2 separate regions of the Gossypium hirsutum genome follow, and region 1 is linked to region 2. The links are chromatin contacts, called in public Hi-C maps. All regions are on one chromosome and are shown on one strand. The core of a region is the stretch at or near the end of the contact, and the rest is flanking DNA. Distances in the headings are between cores, read along the strand shown. Region 1 holds the start of LOC107952252 (protein TRANSPORT INHIBITOR RESPONSE 1-like). Region 2 has its middle 3.8 kb from the start of LOC121205279.

Evidence for each region. A called contact is a pair of places that touch in the nucleus more often than the background predicts.
Region 1: a contact with region 2 is called in a Hi-C map of leaf, with 1.8 times the contacts expected there. The contact joins the promoter of LOC107952252 here to the enhancer-like site in region 2. A contact is called at or near these places in 2 of 34 Hi-C or Micro-C datasets (callus and leaf).

The regions. Positions count from the first base shown.
Region 1 is chrA08:15,015,638-15,019,054 of Gossypium_hirsutum_v2.1, reverse strand. LOC107952252 (protein TRANSPORT INHIBITOR RESPONSE 1-like) reads right to left here and starts at 2,046. Exons shown (of 3, transcript NM_001327598.2): 1 at 1,349-2,046; 2 at 6-501. The coding sequence starts at 1,815.
Region 2 is chrA08:14,823,503-14,826,979 of Gossypium_hirsutum_v2.1, reverse strand. No RefSeq gene overlaps it. Among protein-coding and RNA genes, the nearest start is that of LOC121205279, 3.8 kb to the right of the region's middle. Within about 2 kb of position 1,984, at least 4 of the 9 cell types and tissues checked have an H3K27ac peak or open chromatin away from gene starts, as enhancers often do. A contact at or near this core is called in leaf, where this site is marked.

The DNA.
Region 1 (3,417 bases), core at 797-3,296, 190 kb before region 2:
CTTACCAATAGGCGCTGCAAATTCGGACAGTGGCTTACAAGCTTGATAAGATCAGGACTTTGTATAGTAGCATAGCTCAGGTTCAGTGATGTTAATTTAGAGCAGACAGGGTAAATGGCAGGAAGGTAATCCGGGATCACATCCCAAAATCCAGACAAGCTCTTTAGTTCCTTGCAACTAGAAAGCACCCCGGCCAAATCTGAGTAGACATCTGGCCGTACATCAGCCGTGTAGGTACCAGTACCGAATTCAACCAGCTGCGGTGCATGACGTAAAATGTTGGCAATCTTATCCAGGGGCACCGCACGGTTGAGCCGAAGAGTCTTGAGGTTAGTACATCTATGCACCAGACGTTCCAACGCTGAAAAACTAGCTTCATCAGACCCTAAGCAAGAAATGTTAAGGGACACCAGTGATGTGTATGTTTCGGGAAAATGACTGAGCCAATGCGCACTCAAATCATCCACTTCACAGTCTCGCAAGTCCAGCTCTTTCAGATTCCTACATCAGCAAGCAGATTGATTTAGAGAAAATAAAAATGAAAGCTCAAATCAATTCTACCTGAGTTGAATCCAAGAACACCAATGTTGAACAAAATTAAAAGTTCATCACTGTCATTATCATTGAAAACGACTTGATTACAAGGCTAAAGTTACCTTTTTTATATACAATTGAACTTGCATCAAAAGAAAATTGAAGTAACATAAATCTTCACAGCTCTCTAATAAACCAAAAACAACCAAATAATTGTAGGATGATAAGAAAAAAAATAAACCATCAGAATCTTCAGTAATAGCTATGGAAAAATTATTCCCTCAATCCCCAACTCAGCAAAAAGTTTACCCAAAGACAAATATTATTGGTTTTATATAAACAACAAATCACGAGAAAAGGAATATAATTAAAGAGCATAAACAAGTCCACATTTCACATGAAGAAACCATCCAAAATAATGAAAACAATACTCAAAAACGAATCTGCTGATATCAAACAAAACAAGGTATCGAAGAGGTAAAAAAGAACATGTGATTTTCATTAGATATTCTTAAAAAGAACCCCCACTTGACCTCAGATCTGAGAAAAGCAAAAGCTGAAATAACTAAGACAACTAGAACACGAGACCAAACTCCTAAAAGTTCTTCACATCTTTGTTTTAAAAAAAAATAGTTCATGGGAATGAATAAAAACTAATTCAAGAAAAATGTAGCTAAAACCAAAAACAAATTGGGGAAAAGCTCTACTTTAACTCCCACAAAGATGAAAACTTCAACTCCTTTTCTCAGCTAAAAATGAAAACAAAAAAAAAATCCCGAAAAAGGAGAAAAGAATAAAGTTTCATCAAACTCACTTGCAGCTAGCAGCAATGGCAGCGAGACCATCAGTTGAAAACCCTTCACAAGAAGAAAGCACCAATACTTTGAAGTTCTTAAACGACTTAGCAATAAGCTCCAAGCTTTCGTCGGTAACGACCATCCTTTTAAGTCGAATCTCTTCGAGCCAAGGATAAGCTCCAGCCATCTCCGCGATCCAAGGAAACACGTAACCTCCCCATCCGTCCGGCACCAGATTGAAATCCGCAAAGTGCGGTTTCCCTTTCAACTCAATGGATCTAAACTCGGGGAAACGTCTGATCACCATCCTTGGGCTCACAGCGTAACAGTTCCCCACAAACACTTTCCTCCGACACCAACGCTCGATCTCGTACCACGATTTACACACCATCGACACCGCGTTCCGGTCTTTATCTGATTGTATGAACGAGAACACATGCTCTAGCACCTCGTCTGGGAACGAAAACGCCATTTTCTTATGCATTAATTAAACCTCGAATAAAAGGAAAAAAAAAACCACACACACAAAAAAAAATGAATGAAGGCTTTTGATAGGAAAGGATGAATTTTTTTATCTCGATTTTGGTCTTGGGTTTGGGTAGGATTTGCGTTTACTTAAGGTTTAGAGTTTGTTTTTTGAGATCTGAAACGCCATTAACGAAGCTTATAGGGGGAGCAGAGGCTGGGAGGAAGCTATTGAGAGAGAGAAAGAAAGTGAAGTCAAAGACAGACACAATGGACGAGAGAGGATAAGGATTTTTATTTTTGTGTTCGTAAGAATGGTTAGATTTTAACCATGGTTAAATTAGTCATGGGAAATAAAGGACAAGCGAGAGAATTTCAATTTTTTTTTTGTGGGTCTGCTTAGATACTGATGGGCGATTAGGAAAGTAACACGTAGTGATGGAGAGATGTGGGCCGTAGGATAGACGATGAGAGAGGTTCTTATCCGTCGACGACTAAGGGGAGCCGCATAAAACGGGTATATGGAAGAGATGTGGGGCAGTGGCACAGCAGTAGCAACGAGTTGGATATTTATAACTTTTTTCATATAATTTATAAATTTAATTTCATTTATCATTTGTATTACCTTTTGATTATACCTAAATTTTAAAAGTATATTTTTTTATTAAGTAGATTTACCATTTGTATTACATTTAAGTAGAAAATAAATATGAACAAGAACAATGCGAATTTAAGTAACAAATATACAAGTTCAAATTTGTTATGAATATTAAATTTAATTATTATTATTATCTATATTACCTAAATTCGTATAAAAACAAATAGGATGTCCACGTATAACCATCCTACATCAAGCACATGTTTAGCGAGATTTTGAATAAATATCGGAAGGAAAAAAGGAACGAGATATTGGAGGGGCTGATAAAGTGTGATGATGTGTAGGGAGAGAATGGTGGTGCAAGGAATCTCATGATTCACGTAGCAGGGCTGGATCTGAGGGGTCGGATATTGCGGGGACCGCAAGAAAGGGGTTAAAAATAAATAATGAGGAATGATCTGATGTGAAATCTTGTTGTCATGACATCACGGCAGTCCAATCATATACAATTGTTTGCATTCAAAATCATGCTATCATTGTCCCCGCGTACAACCCGCCCTATTTATTCATCTCCAACGGCCTTGATTCATTTCATCATTATTGATCAAGTATAAATAAAAATTATTTTCTTTTTATAATTTAGATTTCACATGTCTATAAAAGGGATGAGTCATGGAAAAACGAATGGAGTACGAACGGGTGCACCATGCACCTTGATCAAGACCGTCTGATCAGGTTAACCTTTTCACAGTGTACGGTCGAAATACACAGAACCCGGAAAAAAAAAAGCTTTCCAAGTAGTAATTAATAAATATTAATTTTTACTGCAAAGGGTAAAAAATAAAAAGAAAAGGTTAAAGAGTCCCCACAATTACAACCGGCTGCACGTACATGTCTTCAGAGAAAATAATTGACTCTTTAACTGGTTTTGTAAAATAACGAAAATACTCCTCATCTTACCAAACTATTCGCCCTCCCACTTCAATTGAACAAAAGGGTAGTTTTGTCAGTTGGCGAAAAGGA
Region 2 (3,477 bases), core at 735-3,234:
AAAATAAAGAATATAAAACATAAAAAAAACTTAAAACTTCTGAAGGGGAATTGAGGAGAGATCTTCAGTCTTGATGATGAATCCTGCTTTTGAGATGAATCAATCGGCTTCCTTGGAGTAATTCCTTACTCCCTCTTCTATGTGTCCCCTTTTCTCCTCTTCTAGGGTGTATTTATAGGCTTTGGAGTGCCTTTTAGCTCTCAAAATTAGCCTTTTCTGAATTGGACTCAACTTGGGCTCGGCAGGGACACGCCCGTGTGAGATTACTTCAGGTCGTGTTCGAGCCTGTTAGAATGGCACGGGTGTGTGCTATACCCGTGTGAGTCGTGCTTCGATTCTTCCAGATTGACACGACCGTGTGGTCTGCCCGTGTGAGGAAGTCCAGGCCGTGTTAAGTTCGTACTTTGGCCCATTTTCTCTTTTTTTGGCCCGTTTCTCGCTCCTTTCGCTCTCCTATGCTCTTCTAAGTATAAAACATGAAATTAAAGCATTAAGAGCATCGAATTCACCAATTCTAATGGAAAATCATCCATAAAATGCGTTAAACAAGGGGTAAAAATATGTATAAATTATGGTTTATCAACCCTCAAGGGAACCACAAAGGAGATTGAATCCAGCTATGAAAGAAATGGTAATGAAAAAGTTTCTCAAGTTGTTGGATGTATGTATAATCTATTCAATCTCAGATAGTGAATAGGTAAGCCCCATTCATGTTGTCCCAAAGAAAACCAGGACTATAGTGGTAAGAAATTTAAATAATGAGCTTGTACCAATGCGAGTGAAAAATGGTTGGAGAATTTGCATAGATTTAAGGAAGCTTAATCAAGTGACTAGGAAAGACTCGTTTTCCCCAACCTTTCATAGACCAAATGCTAGAAAGGCTAGCTATAAAATCTTTCTTTTGTTTCGTTGATAGTTTTTTTTAGGTTTGTATCAAATCCCTATTGCACAAGAAGATCTAGAAAATACGACATTCATTTGTCCATTCGGAACTTATGCCTATAAGTGGATGCCTTTTGGTCTTTGTAATGCTTCAGGTATGTTTCAAAAATGCATGATGAGTATTTTTTTTGAATATATTGAGAAATGCATAGAAGTGTTCATGGATAATTTTACGGTATATGGGGATTCATTTGATGAGTTCTTAGATAATTTAACCAAAGTTTTGAAAAGATGCATTGAGACTAACTTAGTTTTAAATTATGAAAAGTGTCATTTTATGGTTACTCAAGGCATTGTATTGGGACAAGTGATTTCTTCCAAGGGTAAAGAGGTCGCTAAAGTAATTGTGGACATAATTGTAAACTTACCTCACCCTACAAATGTTAGGGAAATGTGATCTTTTCTTAGACATGTAGAGCTTTTATCGTAGATTTATCAAGGAATTTTCCAAAATTACTTTGCTATTAACATTACAAAGGGAAGTTCAATTTGAGTTTGGGAAAGAATGTAAGGAGGCGTTTAATTGAAAATAATCATAACAAAATAATATAGTTACGGGCTGATTTTATCTTAGGCTCTTTTTCTAAAAAAAAAAAAGAAAAACCTTTAAAATTTTCAGACTAAAATATCTATATACATACCGACAATTGAATTTTATGATTTCCACTTCTCGTTATTAAAATTTTATCCCTGTTTTCCATTGATGCTAAACTTGAATATAAAAAATTTGTCCTCCATTAATTCAACTCAGCATCCAATTCTTTATAAACTGATATAAGAAAAACCCAGTAATGAAAAGTTCGACACATTAAAATGCGAGTCTTCTTCCATTTCTGGAAATTACTTACTTGACTAAATAATTTCATTTTAATTTTAAATGGGTGGTGGATAATAATATATAAGCTCCAAAAATACTAACTCATAATTTATTTATTAATTAATAGTCAATAAATATATGCTTTCAAAGTCTAATCATATCTCCCTATGCGACAATGGCTATTGAGTGTGGAATAAGACAATACCGCAGAATTTTCCACCAATTTTTGACTGCGTCTCCATTGCCTAAACCTTAAGCATGTTGAAGCTAAATTTGTCATTTAGTACACCATGCTCTTTACAAAGAACTTTCCTAAAGTTTGTCACCATAACACAACATCATGTGCTCTACTCTCTTTTCTCTTTCTTTCTTATATATTTTTGGCTAAATCCAAGACTAAAAAAACAAAAATTAAGATAAAATGTTTTTGATTTTCGAATGGAATAATTATTTATTTGGAACCAATATTATTCAGTCATTTTGATTTCTACATTTTTACAATGGTTCAATGGATTGAATATTGTTTCTAAAATAATCAAACAAAATGAAAATCACATCAATGTTTGAAATATAGAAATATAGAATCAGCTTATCCTTAGGCATTACCATGTGAGTGAATAATCCAAACCTAACTCAGTCTTATCACAAGCCTAACCTATGATCATAAATTAATAAAAAAATATTATTCGTATTTATCGAAAGTTATCAAAAAAAATTTATCACGTTTTGTCAAAATTGTATAATATTGTAAGCTTTCTTCTTATGAAAGTTTTAATTAAAATAAGAAAATAGAAAACTGAAAATTGGCTATGCCAACCAATTATAATATTCTAAGTTTTCTTCTTGATAATAATGTTAACGTTCCTTAAAAAAAACACTGCTAACTTATAAAAAATTTATATTTATTAATGTAATAAATAAAAATAAATCAACGCTTGTGTATAATATCATTTACATAAATTCCCTACTTTGTACAAAGGGTAAATTATTAATAATTTAACTATAAAAAAATATAAAATGACATCATCTTAAATTTTTTAGTATTTTTATTTTTACATTAAAAAGTTAGTGATAAATAATTGGATGACTATTTTATAATTTTTTATAGTTAAATAATAATAAAAGAAATTTACTAATAATTAAGTATTTATTTTATAATTTTTTATAGTTAAATGATTAGAGAATAAATTTACTAGTAATTGATTAACTAGTAGTATAATTTAATCTTTATAAAAATATTATATTTTAAATAAATTGTATATATTGAGGTTGATAAAATATATTGGGAAAATATTAAAAAGAAAAAAAAGGGAAAGGGGGGTACTATACACAGTTGACACAAGTGGAATTGATAGGACAGTGCAGGGGCGGCATGCTTTGGCAGTTTATAAGTTTTGTAGGGGACGGGGACGGGGACGAGGGGGGCCCCCTACTCTTTTTGGCCTCCTATTTCTAACCTCTCGTCTCTTATCTCACCACTGACCAGTCACCACCCTTTTGCCCCCGTCTTTGCTGTAACTTTTTTTTTTCCCTTTTTGAATATCTTGTTCCTACTCAACTTTTCATTTTTCATTTTAAATTATCATAATTATATTTATAATTATAACCGCAATCATATTAACTAACAAATCTCATAATAATTAGACAACTTTTATATTTAATTCGAGAAATGCATGTCTCTATTATGTTACCAATTTATAATCTAAATGAGATAGTTT